4 separate regions of the Mus musculus genome follow, and regions 1, 2 and 3 are each linked to region 4. The links are chromatin contacts, called in public HiCAR-type and promoter capture Hi-C maps. All regions are on one chromosome and are shown on one strand. The core of a region is the stretch at or near the end of the contact, and the rest is flanking DNA. Distances in the headings are between cores, read along the strand shown.

What was found. Promoter capture Hi-C pulls out the DNA fragments that hold promoters and counts their contacts. HiCAR-type assays count read pairs that join an accessible place to other places.
Region 1: a promoter capture Hi-C map of hippocampal neurons shows a contact between it and region 4, with 6 times the contacts expected there. The contact joins the promoter of Fermt2 here to the promoter of Cnih1 in region 4. A contact is called at or near these places in 8 of 39 promoter capture datasets (the 3T3-L1 cell line, 3T3-L1-derived adipocytes, cranial neural crest and 5 more) and 3 of 115 datasets of contacts at active chromatin or transcription factors (astrocytes, embryonic stem cells and pancreatic cancer cells).
Region 2: a contact with region 4 is called in a HiCAR-type map of astrocytes, with 4 times the contacts expected there. The contact joins the enhancer-like site here to the promoter of Cnih1 in region 4. A contact is called at or near these places in 5 of 39 promoter capture datasets (cranial neural crest, embryonic stem cells, hippocampal neurons and 2 more), 1 of 115 datasets of contacts at active chromatin or transcription factors (astrocytes) and 1 of 9 other capture datasets (embryonic stem cells).
Region 3: a contact with region 4 is called in a HiCAR-type map of fibro-adipogenic progenitors, with 8 times the contacts expected there. The contact joins the enhancer-like site here to the promoter of Cnih1 in region 4. A contact is called at or near these places in 5 of 39 promoter capture datasets (the 3T3-L1 cell line, 3T3-L1-derived adipocytes, liver and 1 more) and 1 of 115 datasets of contacts at active chromatin or transcription factors (fibro-adipogenic progenitors).

What each region holds. Positions count from the first base shown.
Region 1 is chr14:45,528,148-45,533,415 of GRCm38.p6, reverse strand. It overlaps Fermt2 (fermitin family member 2), which reads left to right and starts at 3,351. Exons shown (of 15, transcript NM_146054.3): 1 at 3,351-3,482; 2 at 3,825-3,991. The coding sequence starts at 3,835. It overlaps Gm46452 (a long non-coding RNA gene), which reads right to left and starts at 3,194. Exons shown (of 3, transcript XR_001781252.2): 1 at 2,860-3,194; 2 at 111-243.
Region 2 is chr14:45,598,443-45,603,236 of GRCm38.p6, reverse strand. It overlaps Ddhd1 (DDHD domain containing 1), which reads left to right. Exons shown (of 14, transcript NM_001042719.2): 11 at 346-598; 12 at 1,481-1,672; 13 at 4,052-4,135. Among named protein-coding and RNA genes, the nearest start is that of Gm41145, 19 kb to the right of the region's middle. Within about 2 kb of position 2,491, at least 33 of the 459 cell types and tissues checked have an H3K27ac peak or open chromatin away from gene starts, as enhancers often do. A contact at or near this core is called in astrocytes, where this site is marked.
Region 3 is chr14:45,453,480-45,458,720 of GRCm38.p6, reverse strand. No RefSeq gene overlaps it. Among named protein-coding and RNA genes, the nearest start is that of Gm34250, 9.0 kb to the right of the region's middle. Within about 2 kb of position 2,055, at least 51 of the 459 cell types and tissues checked have an H3K27ac peak or open chromatin away from gene starts, as enhancers often do. A contact at or near this core is called in 3T3-L1-derived adipocytes and fibro-adipogenic progenitors, where this site is marked.
Region 4 is chr14:46,786,343-46,791,194 of GRCm38.p6, reverse strand. Cnih1 (cornichon family AMPA receptor auxiliary protein 1) reads left to right here and starts at 2,838. Exons shown (of 5, transcript NM_009919.2): 1 at 2,838-3,012. The coding sequence starts at 2,932.

The DNA of each region.
Region 1 (5,268 bases), core at 2,102-4,601, 1.3 Mb after region 4:
GTCCAGAGAAAGAGCTGAAGTCAACCTGAGGATTCCCAAGCCCAGGGCTGGATCTGGTGACAGATCTGTGAGGTATCATTTGGTCTAAATCTAAGCCTACTGCTTGGTACCTTATTTGGATATTGCTTTCAAAGCCTGAGCTGTTCTTCCAAACACTGGAGTTCTCGGCTCCTTTTCGGCATGATGTAAGTCCCACAAGTATTGAGTTGTCTTAGAGGTTCTAGCGGGGGTTCAGATAAGAGCCTGCATTTAAATACATTAGAAAATATTAGGTAGAAGCAAATATTTAACAAATGCACTTGAAGATCTCACTTGATGAACTAGAAGGAGGAAAATATCCTGGTTTCAAAGGTTTGAGTTTTGGCTCCTCTTTAATCTTCAAAGCAGCAACAGCTTGAAATACTCAAAGCCAAGGCCTGAAAGAACAGGCTGCACCCACCCTAATTATTCTTCCAAAGGTATTTAACCAAGGGTCTCTGCCTCCCGGTGCTCAATACCACTCAAACATCCTACTGGCTTTTTAAGGCAGCATAAAGTCCCTTGCAAAACTATAATTTAAGTAGGGCAGTTATTTACAATATTAAAACCCCTCCCACCAATAATTGTAGGGAACATTTACTGAAGTAGATTAAAGAAACACGGTTGCCCGAGTGGCAGACGCTATAGTGGTTGTTCAGAAAGTAGCTCACTTGGAAATAGCTAGAATGTGGAAGCTGGGGCTTAAGAGGCTATGAACCACCACACTTGGCTTCAACAAGTTTGTCTGAGGAAAAGGAATATTCAGAACGGATATTTTTGGTGCTAAGGCATGTTAGAGAAACTCTGGGCTTACTGGAACACATGCGCAGGTCATTAGGAATAAGTCTGGGCCTCATTCCTCATTTCATTTCAAGTATTTACCCCACCCTTCTAAGACTCAAACACATACACATCGTTTTCTTGTTTTGAGCCACTTTTAACGCCTGCTACCTCCTAGCTTATGCCTCCTTTTATATTGCCACAGATCTTTTGGAGATAAGGTGAGGGAAAAAACAGATGAGGTGAATAACAGACGTGTAAATTTTCATGAAATCTCTTTAATAAAGAGATTTCTCCATTGGGATAGACCCCTGATTCTTTGATATTTGTTTTTAATTGGTACCAGTATATTTTCTATAGCTTTTGTACCAACCTATTTGTAAATGTATACATAACATAAATGTATAGTTAACTTTGGGGATGCTAACACACACACACACACACACACACACACGGGAAAAAAGTGACAATCCAGCTCACGAATCTGGTAGCTGCTGTGGCCAGTCTGTCCACCGCACAGAGACGGATTATGGCAGGGAATGCAATTCTTAGTGGTGCCAGAAAAGTCCAGGATGTGGCAGGTTTGAGTTAGTTAGAAAAAGAAAGACTAAAACCAACCAATCAAAAGAAAACCTCTCTTGACCACATCACCCAATAACTAACATTTGGGGAATTTCCTTCTAGTCTTTTTTCAATCTAAATATTTAAAAATGGGTGTGTTCTTTCTTTCTTTCTTTCTTTCTTAATTTTTTTTTTTTTTCTTTTTCAAGACAGGGTTTCTCTATATAGCCCTGGCTGTCCTGGAACTCACTTTGTAGACCAGGCTGGCCTCGAACTCTGAAATCCGCCTGCCTCTGCCTACTGAGTGCTGGGATTAAAGGCGGGTGCCACCACGCCCGGCTATGAGTGCGTTCTTGATTTTACAGAGGCACGTACAGTTTTCTACAGATTTTTGTTTGCTTGCCTTTTTGAGACAGAGTCTCTCTAATAGCCCAGGCTGTCGTGGAACTAACTAGGTAGGACAGGCTGGCCTTGAACTCAGAAAGACCTGCCTGCCTCTGCCTCCTGGGCGCTAGGATTAAAGACATGCTCCACTATGCCTGGTCTGTACAGATTTTTTTTAACCCAAGCAACTAATTCTCTACATTATTAAAAATATTCTCCTATGTATTTTCCAACAACATAATTTCATCAACACTGTTTCCACCCTGAACAACATTGCTTCTAAGTAAACCACCCACAACGTCTCAGAGTAGAAATAACTGGAGAGAGGCAAGCTTGGAGAAGTGCATCAGTTTCTCCATGATGACTGGCTAGTGTTAGCAGAGTGGTTTCCCTTTTTTTTTTTTTTCCACTCCCAAACCTCTGGCATTTGACTCGAGTTTTCCTGCTTTCACTCCCTTACGGGTGTCCACCCCTTTCTGCAGGCTGTGCTTTTTTCTTTTGCTGTTGTGTTGATGAACAAAGGGTTATTTGCGCGGTAGGCTCCCCTTTGAAGTGTCTAGGGCAGTTCACGAAGTCCAAGACACTTTTTAAAAACCAAGATCCTTTACAGTATCTTATCGGACTCTCCTGGACTTAAATAAATTGCTAGAAGAGGCAACCCCTGGCTTGCTGATTCTGAACAGTTCCCTTCAACAGAGTGTAATAGTTAATGGGAACGTGGAAGTGGGCCTTCGGGGACCTTTCTTCGTCACTAGTCAAAGTCTTTAACAGCTCAACATCAGTTCAAAACTACTTAAATGTCTTGGAAGTGTGTGGGAGGGTAAGGAAGAGAATGTGCGTGCATTCAAAATACTGAGTCCTCTAAGTTGCGGAGGAAAAGTCCCAAGTACGCGCCAACAGTTGGCGTGGGTGGAGAAGGGGTCTCGGGGAAACCACTGCCCTCCTGGGGTGGGGTGGGGAGGTCCCCCTTTTCCAGCCGGAGCGCATGAGCCAAGCTTTTGCGTCTGGCAGGCACTTGGGTTCCAGGGGTTAATAATGCTCGCCGACTCTCATGAGTCCAGCAGGAGCCGCAGATTGGTGCGGAACCCTGCTTGCCAGGCAACTTTTGTGGCTCACCGCCCCTCTGTGTCCTTTCTCCTACTTTTGTGGGATGTTCAAGGCAGACATCGTAAAGTTTCTGCATCCCAACTTCTCTTCCTAGCTCCCCGGCGCGGTGCCTTCGCGCCCGGGTTCCCCGCACACGTCCCGGGGCCTGGGAACTTCCCGAGGCAGCTTCTCACGCATGAACCCCGGGGACCCCGCTGCAGGCGCCGCCTCAGCCCCGCGAGCCCCCGCCCCCCACCCCAGCTCCGCAGCCGAGAGCCCGGATGTTGGATTCCATCCCTGCGCCTGGTCCTTCATTTCCATAAAAGGGCAGCGCTCCGCAGGGCCGAGATTGCGGCCGCCGCCTCCCCCCGCAGCGCTCCCCCGAGGCGCGCACCGCCCCGGCCCCACCAGAGCGCGCGCCGCCTCCTCTCCCCCGCGGGAGCGCGGTCAGAGAAGAGCCAGAGAGGAGGGGGCGGAGGCCGGCTGCGGGCGGTGCTGCGGGGCGGGGGCCGGGGCGGGGAGAGGGGGTGGGGCGGGGGCCGCGGTGCCGGGACTCCATTAGCAGCGGCGCGAGGCTTCGCTTTCCTCCCGAGCAGCGACGCGGGTGCCGCCAGCCTCGCCTGTTGCCTCGGGAGCCCGGCGGGAGGAGCGCGGTGAGGGGCGCAGCGGAGGACGGGGCGCGGGGAGGACGCCGCGGGAGGAGCGGAGCGCGCGCCGGCGCGGCGCGGTCTCCCCGGCCGGGTGGGGAGGCGCGGGGCGGTCCGGGCGCAGCGGCGGCGGCGGCAGGTGAAGGCGCCCAAGTCCGCTAGGCGGGCGCGGCGGGCGGAGGCCACGGTCTGGGTGCCGAGTCGCCCGCGCTCGCGCCCTTGGTTGTGCGCGCGTAGCCGCAGCTCCTCCGCCTTCTCCCTCGCAGCGGCCGGCGCCGCGGACTCGGTGGGGTTTGTCTTCCTTTGGGGGAGTGACGCTGACGAGAGCCATTTCCTCCGCGCTCGCAGGAAGGGAGCCATGGCTCTGGACGGGATAAGGATGCCAGATGGCTGCTACGCGGACGGGACGTGGGAACTGAGCGTCCATGTCACGGACCTGAACCGTGATGTCACTCTGAGAGTGACCGGGGAGGTGCACATCGGAGGGGTGATGCTGAAGTTGGTGGAAAAACTCGGTGAGTAGCACCCCGATGCCTCCAATAAAGACTTCCCAGAATGAGAGGAGGGGGTGGGGAGGGAAGACGGCGGGGGGAGGGGTAGAATTGGGAGATCCTAGCTCCTGGCGTGTGCTGCGCTTAAAATGCGAAATTTGTTAACGTTAGGGCGCATAGACGTGCTCCCCTCTGCGTCCTGCTTGTTATTTTGATTTTTACATAAGGTAGTGAGTGATTCGAACCTACCAAATGCTTAACTGCGGATTCCCGGGACGACTTGTTGAAAGTAACGAGGAGAGAGAGTATGCAGGTGAAAGTTGTGAATGTGGTATTACGGGTCTGTAGGTGTTCCCACCTCTTATCCTCATGGAACCTGGATGTTGATGGTGGTGTTTATTGGGGAGAGTGTACAGTCAGCCCGGTCTGGAGAATGTGCACTGGTGTTGGTCGGTATGAAGTTTCAGTAGCTGTACTACGTGATGGAGTGCCCTGAAATGTTCCACTCGTCCGCTCTTGCGAGGGGTGGGGCAGTGCTTGACAAACTTGGTATCTGTATTCTGAGTTGGAAGTAAGCTATCAGGAGCATTAAGAAGCCAACGAAAGAACTTATTTTTTATTTTTTGTTTTTTTTTTGTGTGTGTGTGTGTGTGTTTTGTTTTTTTAAAGCAGACACTAAACTGAGTTGAAGATGACAGTATTTGAGTGCACATAGATACTGCATTGATTCGGACTTGATTGTAAGGAAGGGCTATCACCCAGGATATTCGAGAAAACTGCACTCCACATTTTGTGATAAGGCAAACCATTTTTCACCTGGCAGATTGACCAGACTAGATAAGATGGGTGATTTTATCCGGAGAGCGTTTATCAGAGCAGCAGCTTTCTGGCCTGTAAAATGCTTGCTGCTTTGTATAATGAAGTGATAAGGTGTTTTGTGTGGGGATGTCTTTTGTGGCAGGGTTAGTTGGTTTTAATCAGCATTCATGTCTCAGGCCATCCTGGAAAAGTAATGAATATTCGTTTCTCAGAAAAAGTATTTCTTACCAAAGGGGAGGGGGAACTGCATATTTACCATATAACGTAAATGAAATAGAAGTTTGATATAATTTGGGAATTAGACTGAATTCATTTATTAGGTGACTCTGCTTTATGCCCCTGGAGGGAACTTTATTGTTGGAGGACTAAAGAGGAGTTAATTGCAGGGGGCCCTTCTTAGTACTGTCCATTGATTGACTCCCAGAGATAGCCCAAGAACGAGCCCCCAAGGGGCCCTTTAAGAATTCAGTTTTGCTGCTTTA
Region 2 (4,794 bases), core at 1,242-3,741, 1.2 Mb after region 4:
GAACTCAGGACTTTCAGAAGAGCAGTGAGTGTGCTCTTACCCGCTGAGCTATCTCACCAGCCCAACAAGACTCATTCTTGTTTGATCAGAATACAGTGAAACCGTCTTTCTATGAAAACAAATTAATAGACAAAGATAACTCATTTTTTTTATTACTGTTCTTTTGGGTTTTTAATAATCTCACTATTAGGGACGTGTAATTACACAACCTCACATAGTAACAGTGAAAAATGTTTTTCAGATAACCATTTTTTAAAAATTCTTTCTCACTTTAGAATAAACATTTTACTAAAATCCAGGAATTGTGAATTAAGGTCATGTTTCTTTGCATTCTTAAAAATCTAGGCCTACAGATTAGAACCGTTGATTTTGAAACACTACAGCAACATTTCTCCAGTCCAGATCCACTGGTACAACACTTCAAACCCTCTACCTTATGAGCATATGAAGCCAAATTTTCTCAACCCAGCAAAAGAACCTACCTCAGTTTCAGACAGTGAGAACATAGCAGCTATCCCAAGCCCTGTGACCTCCCCCGTCTTATCTCGGCGCCACTATGGAGAATCTATAACTAACATTGGCAAAGCAAGCATATTGGGTAATTCTCTCATTTCTTACCTATGAATGTAAGTACTTTATGTGTAAGTATTAAGTTGGTTGGAAATGCACTGTTAGAAATCTTCCACCTGTCCATCTCCTGAATTAGCGTCTTTGCTGACTGAAGCAGATGCTCTGACATCCTCTGACTAGATTGAAGAAAGGACGGGGCTTTCTGCTGCTCCTTATAATCTTGGCTCTGTGACTTGCTGAGGGAGCCTTTAAAATGCTGTTGTTTTTATTGCTCTTGTGCATTCTGGGGGCATCAAGGTCTCTGATGTCCTCTCAAAGTGAAATTGTTTAGTCCTTTCGCTTCCTAAGGCAAGAGGGATATTTCATCTCTCCTTGAGTAACTTCCTGTGCCAGCATAGAAATTGGGTATTTCAATTGCATAGCACTTGAATGTGTCCTTTGTTTCTGAGTGAGTGTCCTTTATCTAAGTGCCACAAGATGGCACTCTAAGTAGGCCTTAGCTACCAAACTTACTTGCTATTTGACATCATGCGTAAAGGTTACTAATGGCATTGTATAGCATACATTTAGTAAGACATATTCCTATTAATAGGTAGATGCCCCATGTCAACCGCATGGGTCTCTTGTTAGAAGTTTTAATCTTGCCATAAACCTCTGTAACAATGAATATTTGAATAAAATAACACCTGGGTTGCTTTGGCTATATGTTCCTGTATCTGTATTCCTAGAATTTATATTTTCCTTCTTTTAAACATCATTCTTATTTAGAAACCTACAGTAGAAATTGGAATATTTTTAGGTCCCCACCCTGAGAAAGTCCCTCAGTCAGTCGGCTGTGATTGCGGGTGCTGCTCCCCAGGGTGCTGTGAGCGGAGTCAGTGGAGTGATTGCCTTATTCTGTGACATGCAGGGGCTGCTAGCATTGGAAAGGGCCTTGGAGGAATGTTGTTCTCAAGATTTGGACGTTCTTCAGCATCACAGCCGTCTGAGCCATCTAAAGACTCACTGGAAGATGATAAGAAGCCTTCAGCTTCACCCTCTACCACCACCGTGGCAACGCAGACCCTGCCGCACAGTGGCTCCGGCTTCCTCGACTCCGCATGTCAGTCCTACAGTTCTATCCTTGAGCTTTTGTGCCTTTGTCTCTGTAGCTTTTGATGGGTGGGCGGGGAGGGCTGGGCGAGCAGGGCCAGTAGTGGTCCCACTCAAGTCTGAAGTCGTTGAAAGGAAAGGTAATGTGAGTTTTAAGAATATTTTCTAGGCAAGTGTAGTTTTAGTATCTGCGTTGACAAGTTGCTAGATTATAACCAGGACTCTCTGGCACGAGAGTCTAAATTATCAAGTACAAGACAAGTCTCTGGGGTAGGCAACCCTAGCTTGTACAAAGTACATTTTTATTAATACGCTCACCAAGGTTTAAGTTTCCAGTCACTCTAGATGTGTCCTCTGTCTGACACACTGCTCTGTCCTGCAGCTAACCACACACTCCTATGCAGCTTTCTGAGCCCTCCAAGGCTGAGGCATTCTCTTGGGCCCCACTGTGTGTCTTCTGTCCCTGCCCTGTTACCAGTAGACAGTAGGGAGACCTGTGAGTAGGTGCATGAAGCATTAAGGTAGATCTCTTGTTTCCCAGTAGACTTAAGACTTTTTAATCTGGCATAACTGTAAAGCACTGGTCTGTCGGTGAACTTAAAGTGCCAGGTAATAGCACAGACACTTTGTGTCTTCCCGTCGATGATAAGGAGAGACAGACTCTGAAGCAGCCGCTTCCTTTCTGTAGCTAGCAAGCGGGAATGGACTTCTCCAGTCCTTTTAACAGACTCCACCGCAGCTACCAGGAGCACCGTGTTCTTACTGTGTCTGCCACCCTGAATTCTGAAACAGCCATCAACCAGAACCGGTCTGGGTGGCATCCAAGAGGCTGCCCCACTCCTCCACACACATAGTCCACTCCAGGGTAACTAGGCAGCAGGGCTAGGCGTTCTTATGTGGGCCAACAGCATCTGTCAGTCCTTTCCAGTGCTAAAAAATGTGTTTGCAAGTCATTAGGGCCATGTGTAAACAATTCTTTTTAGATGTTGATATTTGTATAAAGCTCATTTTTCTTCTGAGTTCTTACACTGTTTTTTTTTTATTTTTTAGTTAGAAACATGATTATAAATGTATAAACTTTAGTGGCATGCAGAAATCAAAATAGTTAACTTCTGAAAACAGTTATTTTGGAGGAATTTTGTAAGGTGGCACTAAGAATTTACAGTTCTTCATGGTCTTGTCAGTGCATGGCAGTGATGCTGGTGAATGGGAGGGTGCACACTGGGGACAGACACTCCCGGGAACAGTTGAGACCCCAGCAGGAGTGAACACATACAGTGTCTGAGCAAAGAAAACCCCGGTCCGTTCTGTATGCTGCTACAAATGTAAAGATCCCTCCCTCTCTCCCTCCCTCCCTCCGCAGTGGGAGCTCAGCTGAACAGAACTCACCACACATGTCCCCTCAGACCCAGACCCAGTGTGTGCTGTGCATGCAGCCTGCGGTCCTGCTGGGCTACACCCCAGCCGTGCTGTGTCATACTTGCATGTAAATGCTCTGCCAGTCTTCTTGTTAGATTTCACCTGTAGTCTCGACAACATCTGAGATATCTATGAGTCTGTTTCATATAGTCAGCTCTAAAGAGATAGACTAATGTTAGAGTCAGGCCCTGACAGTGCGCGTCTGTCTTCAGTCACTCTGGGTCTGGGTTCCTGATTCTTAGACTTGCCTCAGTAGAGTTCCTTCTGTGTAATCCTGACTTTTATGCCATAATTGCTGACTTGCAATCCTGAAACTCTCTCTTCCTTAAATCTCTGTGGACCCTGGCTGTTGTGATGAGGTTCTTGGGCCTCCTTCCTCCTCCCCTCCTCACACTGAGTGCCTCAGCTTTCTGGATAGCCTTCATCTGACGCCACTGTCTTTGAGTCTCATTGTCTGAGGGTAAAGAGGATACAGACTGAATCCATGATCAATCCTGTTTTCTCTGTGAAGAGTAAGTCCTGTCAGGTGTCCTTTATTTTCATCGACTTGACACATCTTGCACAGCTATCCTTAATTTCTTCTGAAAAGACAAGGCTTATCTTAAAGCATTTTATGGTTTCATTTCTTGTGCTCCTGCCGGATTTTTTTTTAGTTTGTTTAGGGGAGGGTTGGTTGGTTGTTTTTGTTTGGTTTGGTTTTTGCCCTGTAGGTTACAACGTGAATTAGCACTGAGTTTGAGGAGTATCTGAGCTTATTAACAGATTCTGACATTACACTTGAGAATTGAACTGTGTCCATATTTTCCATGAAGGAGCTCTTGACAGAAGCCTAGAGGTGCGCTCCTTGTGGGCTAGGCTTAATCAGCCTATTTGGAATGTGGTTCTTAACGATTGGCCACTGCAACACTGAAGGCCATTTGTAACTATCAGCCTTGCCTTTACACCGCGTATTGTTTGTTTTTCTTCACAGATTTCAGACTTCAAGAATCGTTCTTTTATCTCCCACAACTTCTTTTTCCGGAAAATGTAATGCAGAGTAAAGATGATAGCCTCGGTATGGTATATGTCAGGAGTGGCACTCAGCACCCTGAAATGCTCTCCTTAGAGGTCTGCTCAGTGAGAAATGGGATCAGCTCTCTGCGAGCTGCTTCAGTGCTACCACAGCAGACTATGTGTGTGTTCTTGTCTTCAATGGTAGAGTTCATGCCCACTTCAGATGCTAAAAAATAGACTCCTACCAAAGAGGGACTTGAGAGAAGAGAGGGCATTAGGCCTGTGTCTGTCTTCTATATTGTCCTCAGGCCTCAGGCCCACTGTTCTTTCCACGTCTGTGCTTAGCATACAGTTCCCTGCCACAGAGAACCGCATCACTTGTACTGGTGATGTCTAACATCAGCACCTGGACTGGGGTCTGCCCTAGCTGACAGCTCATTCTACACAATGCTCAATGTCCTTCATGGGGTGATGAGGGCGGGGGGGGGGATATTTTTAAATGTAGTGATACTGGTGCAAAGCTATTCCCAGTCTTCATTTCCAACATATCCTGAATCTATCACCAAGGACTAATCTTAATAATTACTTTTCCTACTAACTTCTTATTTCTTCTAAATTTTCTATATTTCCTCTTTCGTGTTTTTCTTATTAATAGTGAATTCTATCTTTGGTGTTAAAAAATGTGTTCAGGGTTTTCTTTGTAATTTTACCCACCTTTAA
Region 3 (5,241 bases), core at 806-3,305, 1.3 Mb after region 4:
GGCCATGTCCCAGATGAAGAGCTCTCTCTCTCTAGGAGACATCCTTTCTCCGGCATTGAGAGACCTTTGTGGTTATTCAGTTAGACTCCAGACTTTCATCATGGGCCTGGCTGCCACCTCTGTCAGTCCCGTGCCTGTGAGGCCAAGACAGCTTCTAAAAACCCAGCTCTGCTCACCTCTTCTGTCTCCCACCACCACTGCTTGCCCTGCCTGCTGAGCCCTGGTGTAGCACTGCCCTGGTTACCTAAAGCTCTGATGACTGTGCCCTGTGCTACAGAAGCTCAGGCTCCAGGTCCTCTGAGCTGGGGCATCTCCCTGGGGCCCATTTGTCCTTAAGCAGTCTGGACAGCCACATTCTCTAGGCCAGTGGTTCTCAACCTTCCTAATGCTGCAATACAGTTCCTCATGTTATCCCCAACCATAAAATTATTTTCTTTGCTGCTTCATAACTGTAGTGTTCTACTGCTATGAATAATAATATAAACATCTGTATTTTCCCGTAGTCTTAGGCATCCCCTGTGAGAGGGGGGTCAGGACCCACAGGTTGAGAACTGCTGGTCTAGCCATTCATCCCATTGCCATATTATTTACTAGCCCTATACCCTGTCCTCTGTCCAAATCTATGTCTCCCTTTAGAAATTTTAGTTTATAGCTGTTCTTCCATAAATACTTCTAAGTTTCCTTGCAGCCAAGCAGACTCTGCCTTCTCTGAACAGATGGCTGCATTTAATGGGAACCAAGGCAAAGCTAGACTGTGACCTGGCTTCGCACCTCTGTCCAGTCATATGGGAAGCAAGCCTTGGTAACCCTCACACCTGTCGCCAGCAGCCTCTATCAAGAAAGCGTTTTGCAAGAACACTGTCTAGGACTCCCAGAACCTGCATTCGAGTTTCTGTTCCCTGTGATTGTTCACAAGGGCATGGGAACAGGATATTAACCAAACTCCATCCAAATGTTGTTCTTCTCAGGCAGCAGGCTAGTGGCCTGTTAGAAGCTTCTGGTGTAGTATTGCCAACTCCACATAAACTAGTTTTCTTTGTAACCTTGAGAGATATTTTCCATTCTTTTGGTTTTTGGTTTTTTTGGTTTTGGTTTTTTCGAGACATGGTTTCTCTGTGTAGCCCTGGCTGTCCTGGAACCCACTTTGTAGACCAGGCTGGCCTCGAACTCAGAAATCCGCCTGCCTCTGCCTCTGCCTCCCAAGTGCTGGGATTAAAGGCGTTCGCCACCACGCCCGGTACAACATTTTCCATTCTTATCTCTCCAATGTCATACATTCAAGCGGCAAAGACAGGGCAGACTGTTCTGTTCTGTGTTGTCTAGTTGCGATTTGTGCCTTATTAAAAGGTTTTGAAATCAGTAGTGATAAAGAAGAATGAGGCCAGCCTGGGTTCTTGGCCCTTAGCTGAAAGACACCAATGCTCTGTATTTTAAAGTCAACACTAGCAGTAGTGAACACAGTAGCAAACCAGTTTTTTCAGCGTCTCTGTACTATATCTGTATCCAAGTCACTTGACACATGGGACCATCCCTAGCCTGACAGCCTTCCAGATCTGCGCCTTTGCTTTATGCCAGCGTGTATCGGAACTGCCTGTCCGGAACCGGCTCAGATCCTTGCCATGCCCTGTGGCCACTGTGCCAGTGCCCCTTTCTGGCCATATAGCCGCAGCACGGAGGCTATAGGCATAGGCCTAAAAGTCTGGGATAATAGAAATGGATCCAGTTTTTACCCTGCAGAAGAACCACTGGGGCCCTTTACACAGCAATTCAGGAAGCCCGCCCGCCCTCCCCTCCCCTCCCCTCCCCTCCCCTCCCCTCCCCTCCCCTCCCCTCCCCTCCCCTCCCCTCCCCTCCCCTCCCCTCCCCTCCCCTCCCCTTCCCTCCCCTCCCCTCACCTCCCCTCCCCTCCCCTCACCTCCCCTCCCCTTCCCTTCCCAGGAGCTCAGAGCTGTTCAGCAAATTAACGGAGGCTTTCTTTATCTGTTCAAACTGATGTGGTTTGGCAGCTCAAGAATGGGGGAGGTGGGAGAGAAAACTAACAGGAAATGGGAAATCAGGGGAAGGGCAGGGAGATTCTCAGTGGACTGCAGAGCCACCCAGAACAGGAAACAGAAGTCAGAGGCTTATCTAGTGACCTGATTTCCCACTGTGCCATTCCTCCACTACATTTAATTAAGCAAAATCAAGTTTCCCAGGATAAGCATATAGATGTCAAATATCCCTTCCTCTTAGTAGAGTCGCTCCCTGTTCAGTGTCCCTTCTGTTGTTTGTGCTTTGGCCTAAGTATTACTAAAAATTACAAGCACTTAAAAATAATTTGAGACCATTATTTCATGAGATCTAATTATAGTCTCCTGTGGCTTTGCTGCTCAGGCATTATCCACAATACTGCCCCGGGAACTGGACCAGGCTCAATGTTAATTACATTTATGATTACAAACAGCACAGTGAGCCAAACAACTTTGAAGCCATGTCTGAATCAATGTGGCAAATGCATGATAGGAAAACATTCTGAGCACAGAATTCTAATGTCCGGCTTTCTAAAATCGAGTGAAAACACAGACTCCGAATCCTACTGGTAGCTACACAGCCTCTCAGCTTTTTGCCTAGTTACAGACTCAGTGCTCAGAACACTTGGAAGAGTCAAAATGCTCCTGAGAAATAACAAGCAGCCGAGGGAATCAGCTTTGCCAAATAGGACAGTGGGTGAGAGGAGTGTGAACAAAGCAGAAAACACGAGCATGAGAATCCCAGAATAACCCCGCCCAGCTTGTATCGGAACTTTAAAGTTTCAAACACAGAAAGTGTGGGGTCGTGGTGCACACCTGGCATGCCTTGGACCCTAGCACACAGAGGCCAGCCTGGTTGACAATAGTGAGTTCCAAGGCTACATAGTGAGAGCCTGCCTCAAAAAACAAACAAACATCCCACAAACAGCACGACATTGGCAGAGATGATGGAAACACTGCAGTCAAAAGAGACTGGAACCAAGGGTGTAGGGACAGCTACTTGTTTCTGAGATCATCACAAAAGAGTTCCCCAAAGAGCTTGGGCCACAGCCTCGTCTAGCTATGCAGTCATCGAAATCAATTCCAGGTGGACCAAGGACTGAAGTTGGAAAAATGCTCCTGTGATCCGAGTTAAAGAATCCTGGCCTATGTGTCCTACGTGTCACTGTCTGTGAGACAACACAGTGCAGGAAGTATTGAGTGGACAGCAAATCAAAGCTGGAAGAGGAGAGCATTGACTGGAGAGGCCGGAAGATGCCAAGCTTATACAAAGCCAAGCCTTTTCTCAAATCAATCAACAGAGCAGAAAATGTGGAGAAGGTATTTGCATCATATAATTGGCTGGACAAGAGAACCGAGACTATAAACAGATGTGCACACCTGTCTGTGCTCACACAGGCCAATCCAGAGGAAATGCACAAACCCTTAAGGTACTCATTTCACAAGGGAGGAAAGGAAGCCTGAAGTGAAAAGCTGTCCATCTGCACAGGATTCTGGAAAATGGGCGCTTTGTATGTGAAGTGCAGAGGACAGAACCAACCCAGAGGTCCTCGTGTATTAGACACATGCTCTGCTGCTGAGCTACATCCCAGCCACCAATTTTAAAGTAGTCTCTTGCCTGTGGTACTAGTAAAATGGTTAAGATCTGACAGAGTAAAGCGTTACTGGGGTAACAGGATGTTTATCGGTGCAATTATAAACTATAGCGTCCCCAGAAACGGTTGTTGCCATCCTGTGCATTTTAGGCCCTCTCAATTCCACCGTGGATGTGGAGAAACTTAAGTGTGTCCTCGTGCCCACCAGGAAACAGGTTCTAGGGCATGCAGGGCCCTGTGGTGGCACAGGTCTGTAATCCCATCTGCTCAAGAAGCTAAAGCAGGAGAATCACAATGAGCAAATTAGTTAGACCTCGGGGCAAAAAGTCAAAAGGGCTGGGAAACCTGTATGTAATTCTGGCACCAGGGAGGGAGGGAGCAGGATCTGAAGTGTTCAAGACCAGCCTGTGTTAGTGAGTTCAAGGCTAGTCAGTGTGAGCTACCCAGGAGCCTTCCCCACTTCCCGCACCACGTCCCACCGCAGAGTCCTGTGGGCAATATCTAGCACTGAACTAAAAATGATTAAAAAAAAAAAAAAAAAAAGACAGCTCACTACCTAAAGCAGCAAAGACTTGTAAACAAACACACGGAACAGTAGAATGAAGAATGACAGGTTCCACCTTGCAGAAAATACAACTCGCTTTTAAACATGGAGGGCTTGAAACAGTGAAAAATGGCAAATATTTGTCATTGTAGTGGGCAGGCTGTGCTTTGAAATTTTTATTATTATTGAGGAGGCAGGAGCAAGCACATGAAGCTCCTCCTCCCCCTCCTCCTCCCCCTCCTCCCTTACCTGGATTTCAGGATCTAACTGAGGCTGTTAGGCTCATGTGGCAAGCACTTCACCCTACTACACCATTTGGACAACCTCCAAACTACTGAGAGACCATTTTGGGTGCTAATGTCCCATGTGTAACAGTGGTACTAAGTCACTGAAGGCCAGGGGGAGGGAGTGGTCTCAGCAGCAGCCACACTGCTCCTGGATACCTGGTCCCCAATTCTGGCCTCTGCTGCCAAGAGAATCTTTAATTGGTGGGGCTAGCAGGCTTCGGTGGTTTAAGAACAGGGCAAATGAGCCCGGGGCCAGGGCTTCAGTTCTTCAAGGTCCAGTTGACCTTGCTCTGTTTCATACTCAGGATATACCGAGACCCCACGTAAGTCACAGACCCAACTGGGCCAGCAACAGCACAGCCAGCTCCACTGGGAAAGCAAATGCCAAGCTTGCCTCAGCATACAACTGGGCTTGGGAAAACCAGCACAAACCTGCTGGAGCCACATAGCTGAGAAATCCCAGACAGGGCCTGACATCTTCTCCTGGAGCCTCTTACACAGACTGGAGGATAGCAGCCACACTGTGAAGTGCAAATGTCTCCTCTCAGAGCTTGAAACTGCAACTAGATTCCCTGCTTGCTTGCTGTATGGTAAATGGGGCCCATGCCAGCAGCCTGACCTCTTTCACATGCCCCAAATTCTCCCTGAGAAGATGTTTAGAAAGGAAACTGGACAGATGTCTCCTTTCATCTTCACTATTGAAGACACAGTGGTGGAACGGAGACATTTTAAGTGTGTTGTGTTTGGTTTTTTTGTTTAGGCAAACAACATGGGTCTAACAGCCTTTCCTCTAACCCTTAGGAACT
Region 4 (4,852 bases), core at 1,589-4,088:
CTACAACACTCCAGTGTTTTTGAGAGAGTTAGTGTAAATCCCAGACAATACCGGGAGCTGTTTAGGACACAAGGCATAGAGTGCTCACTGTTTGTAATGGCCCCTGAAGGCGTCAGGTAGACGGACGATTTTCCTTACCCACTGCCTTGTTTATGGGTGATTGATTTAATTTGCTCTTGGCCCTCATGATATTCTCCCCAGTTTCTCCAGCAGAACTTCTTGTGATGATAGAAGCATCCTGTGAGCACAATGACGCAGTCATATGAGTCACATGAGGAGGATATTGAATGCTAGGAGTATGCCTAGTGTGGCTGAGGTCCTATGTGCACAGTGACACAGTCATATATGAATCACACGAGGAGGATACGGAATGCTAGGAATATGCCTAGTGTGGCTGAGGAACTACTGTTTTTTCTATTCTTTTTTTTAAATTAGATATTTTCTTTATTTACATTTCCAATGTTTTCCCCTTTCCTAGTTTCCCCTCCGAAAATCCCCTATCCTCTCCCCTTCCCCCTGCTCCCCAACCCACCCATTCCCGCTTCCTGGCCCTGGTATTCTCCTACACCGGGGCATAGAGCCTTCACGGGACCAAGGGCCTCTTGAGGAACTACCTTTAAAAAGAGTTTATGTGTTTTGCTTCCCTGTACTATGTGTACAGTACCTGTGGAGGCCAGAAGAGGGCATCAGATCCCCCCCAGAACTGAAGTGGCCCTCTTATCTATCAGAAAAGTATGATTTCCACATGCCATATAATATTGGTGATACAGACCTCCACTATCTAGTACCTTAGCAACATGTAGCCATTTGAAGTTCAGCTGAGGACTGGTGAGATGGATCAGTGGGCAAAGGCATTGGGCTATGCCTGACCTCTGAGTTCCGTCCCTGGGATAGTAGAACTGATTCCTGTGGTTTGTTCACTGACCGTGCCTCATGGTTGCACGGCCTCCAGGAATGGCTGGGGTGTCCAGTGAACGGATAAAAGAAAGACACACATACAGGACAGTTGGGGTCAGGTAGGCTGGGCTTTTGGATGGAGAAAGCACAGCTTCCTGGAAGCTTGGTGTGTGTATTGAGTACAGAAACAGGGAGAAGGGGTGTCTTAGTCAGGGTTTCTATTCCTGCACAAACATCATGACCAAGAAGCAAGTTGGAGAGGGAAGGATTTATTCAGCTTACACTTCCATACTGTTGCTCACCACCAAGGAAGTCAGCACTGGAACTCAAGCAGGTCAGGAAGCAGGAGCTGATGCAGAGGCCATGGAGGGATGTTCTTTACTGGCTTACTTCCCCTGGCTTGCTCAGCCTGCTCTCTTATAGAATCCAAGACTACCAGCCCAGAGATGGCCCCACCCACAAGGGGCCTCTCCCCCTTGATCACTAATTGAGAAAATGCCTTACAGCTGGATATCTCGTGAAGACATTTTCCCCAACTGAAACTCCTTTCTCTGTGATAACTCCAGCTGTGTCAAGTTGACAGAAAACTAGCCAGTACAAGGGGTTACTGCGTTCAGTGAACCAGGAGGCAGATTTAATAAATCTTAGTAGGTGCAGTCTCTGCAGGGAGCAGTCTTCAGGCAGTGAATAGGGTGGGGCTATGGTAGAGATGGAAATCCACACAGACTAGAGAAAGGTTTTGCTATTTCCTTGAGCCTGGGGTGTAGTGGCATTTGCCATTTTCCCATGACTCTGAGGATTTAGTGCCCAAGCCAAATAGCACACATTCTCCCAGACCCTCACTGCCTCAGAGTTTCTTCCACTCACCACCAAACAGTGGATGTGTGCTCACACAATGAATGTAACTTTAAAATAAATGTTAATCCACTAGAGTGATGCAGAATTTAAAGTTCAATTCCTTAGCCATCTTAGCCACCTTGTATCCACAAGTAGCCAGTGGCTGTATTCCACAAGAGCAAATGTCTACCAATGCAGAAAGTCTCAGACAGGCTGGACATAGCCCTCTAAAACATTCTATTCCGTTTGCTCCAGTGAGCACATTTCAACACAAATTTATCGTGTCTTTCTTGCTTAAAAGCCTTGAAGAGTTTTTCTTCCATCATCAGCATCTAGTAGATGATGAACTGGTTTCTCAGATTGCAGCCAGCATTAAAAATAAAACTGTTTTGTAGAAATTTTACTTTGTTTTTGATTTTTTTTTTCACCACCACTACCTTTCTAATCTGTGGTCTTTATGTTACAGGGTTACACTGAGAAAAACAAAATCTTTGAAATCTTGTGATAAGCAATAAAGTTTGAAAAGCCGGGGGTCTGGGTGTAAGCCTGAGCTCCTGAACTGAGCGTATTTTGCTACTCTGTGGTTTGAGGTCTTAGACCTCTGTCACCCAAGTTCCACTAACAGATCCATTGCTGGTTGCACCCAAGACACAACGTTTTCCTTTCCTTTTTCCCTTTCCACCTCTGCCCTTTGCTCATTTGAGCCGATTTCCTGTATCGCCAGCACTCCCTTCTCTTTTCCTGCACTTATCATAGAAGCCTCAGATTAGCTTCCAGGAGGGCCGGGTGACCTTTCATAGCATGCACAAGTACCAGTTTACAGCGTTATAACAACATTGTTTAGTCGCTCGTTCCTGGAAGTAGATTAAATCCTTTCAATACAGGCACTTTTAAAATCTACTTTTGCATTTCAAACACAAGACTAGTCTCTGGAACAAGCTAGACATTCATTTAATGGCTATCCAAAGAGTAAACTACAGAATGAAGGACAAAATCAACTGTGCAGACAACAGAAGAGCCACGCAAACTCCGACCATCAGGGGGTGCTCGCGCGGGCGGCCCTCTGCGCAAGCGCGCCGGGAGGAGGCCGCGGCGGCAGTGGAGGCTGAGGCCGGGGGAAGTGAATGGTTTTACCCAGAGGGCCGTGCGCCGCCTTTCTCCGCTGGCCCCGGCGCGCCCGGCAGCTCCTCCCCGGCCATGGCGTTCACTTTCGCGGCCTTCTGCTATATGCTGGCGCTGCTGCTCACCGCCGCGCTCATCTTCTTCGCCATCTGGCACGTGAGTAGCCGGGGCAGGGGGAAAGAGGGCGAGCGACGGCGCAGCCTCTTGCAGCTCCCGGCCCGGGGCTGCGTGGGGCCCCAGCTGCCGGCGCGCGCCAGGACGTGGCCTGGCTGCTAGGGCCGTGGACGCTGCGCGCTCCCGGGCCGGGGTCCGGAGGGCATGGCGTGCGGGGTCCCGGTGTCCACGCCGCCGCGTGCGGGCCCAGGCCGCGCTCCGCTATTCGCGAGCAGGGCTGGGCGGGGCGGGCAGGCGGGCGGCTCCGTGTCTACGCCGGGCCCGCGCGCACGGCTTGTCCGCGTCCCCCGTCTCGATGGATGCCCAGTGCGCACCGAGCGGTGACTCTCGGCGTGAAGTTTTCCTAATTTTTATCCTTGAATTACCGATTTCCTTTTAAGGCTTCCTCGGAGCACGGCCAAAATCGGATATTATAAGTTACTTTAGCTCCATTTCCAACTCTGCTTTGCAGCACTCGATGGGCGATTTTCTAGTAGAACACGGTGGTTGAGAGACGAGTTCCTGGTGAACTTTGAGGCAGCTTGGATTGATTACTTCGTTGGCCACATCTCCGAGTTTTCCCCTGAAGTCATACTTTGGATCGCGAGAGCTTTTTCAGGAGACAGCCTCCCAAGCCACCTCTGTGGTATGGGCTGCATGATTTAGTAGAGGGAGTTTTAATTTGATTTTGAAAATCCTCAGAAACTTTTGGCTCCTCATATGTCCTTGCAGGGTGGACGTGCATTCTTACTGTGCTCTGTCCCTGGTGACAGTTCTATTGAGACAGACTTTTGAGTGTCTCTACCGCTTAGCACCACTGAAAGAGCTCTCTGGGAGATCAGCAATTCTCAAAAGTTGAGCTCATTTGTTTCTATCCTCCCAGTACTTTCTGGAATAATGGCATAATTTGAATGATGGGGCGAGTTCAACCTCGTGTAAATACTAAGTCAGGTTTCATCACCATCCTGTGCGTGATTAAATGGCAGCAGATTAAATGGTTGCAGAAGTCTCCGAAGTAGGTAGATAGATACCAAGGGTCCTTCTTGCTAAGGAGTGTGATTGTATTTAGAGCCTATTTGCCTGTGGATGGGGAATGCTGGGGTCCGGTGTTCACTTTGTCAGAAATAACTGCTACTTCACACAACGCTCATTAGTTTTAACTAAGATTGGAAGAGCATCTTCTGCTCTTTGGAGGAAGAACAGGAAGATGGATAGCTTTCGAGCTGGCCCCATTGTTGTTTCCAATGAAAGTGGAGTGTCTGGCTCCTTTCCATCTGTAACTTTAAGTCATTTGCTCTTTTTATAAATGTCCTCTGGAATGGTGGAGATTAGTGGAAGAGAGCTGGGCACTTCCCCACGTTTTCCACATTCTGTGTTTGGCTTAAGAAACAGCCGGGCGTGGTCGCGCAGGCCTTTAATCCCAGCACTCGGGAGGCAGAGGCAGGCGGATTTGAGTTCGAGGCCAGCCTGGTCTACAAAGTTGAGTTCCAGGACAGCCAGGACTATACAGAGAAACCCTGTCTCGAAAAACCAAAAAGAAAAAAAAAAAAAAAAGAAACACCTGCAATTTTTTTTAAAATGGGTTACTTTATTAGAAAGGAATGTGTCAAGGTGAAATAGATAATTTTAAGTCCTGTTATAGGATTAAAGAAAGTTGTGCCACAGATTAGTGGAGAGCTTTTAGATTTAGAGGTTCCTTAGTTCAGATAATTACTGTACTTTGGGGAAAATTATTTTAAGTATATGTCTGTTGTGCATTATTAGAAAACCATTCAGCAATCTTTTTACTCAAAAGATCCCTAGGTACCAGCTGAAAGAAACTGTTCAACTTAAAAGTTAGTTT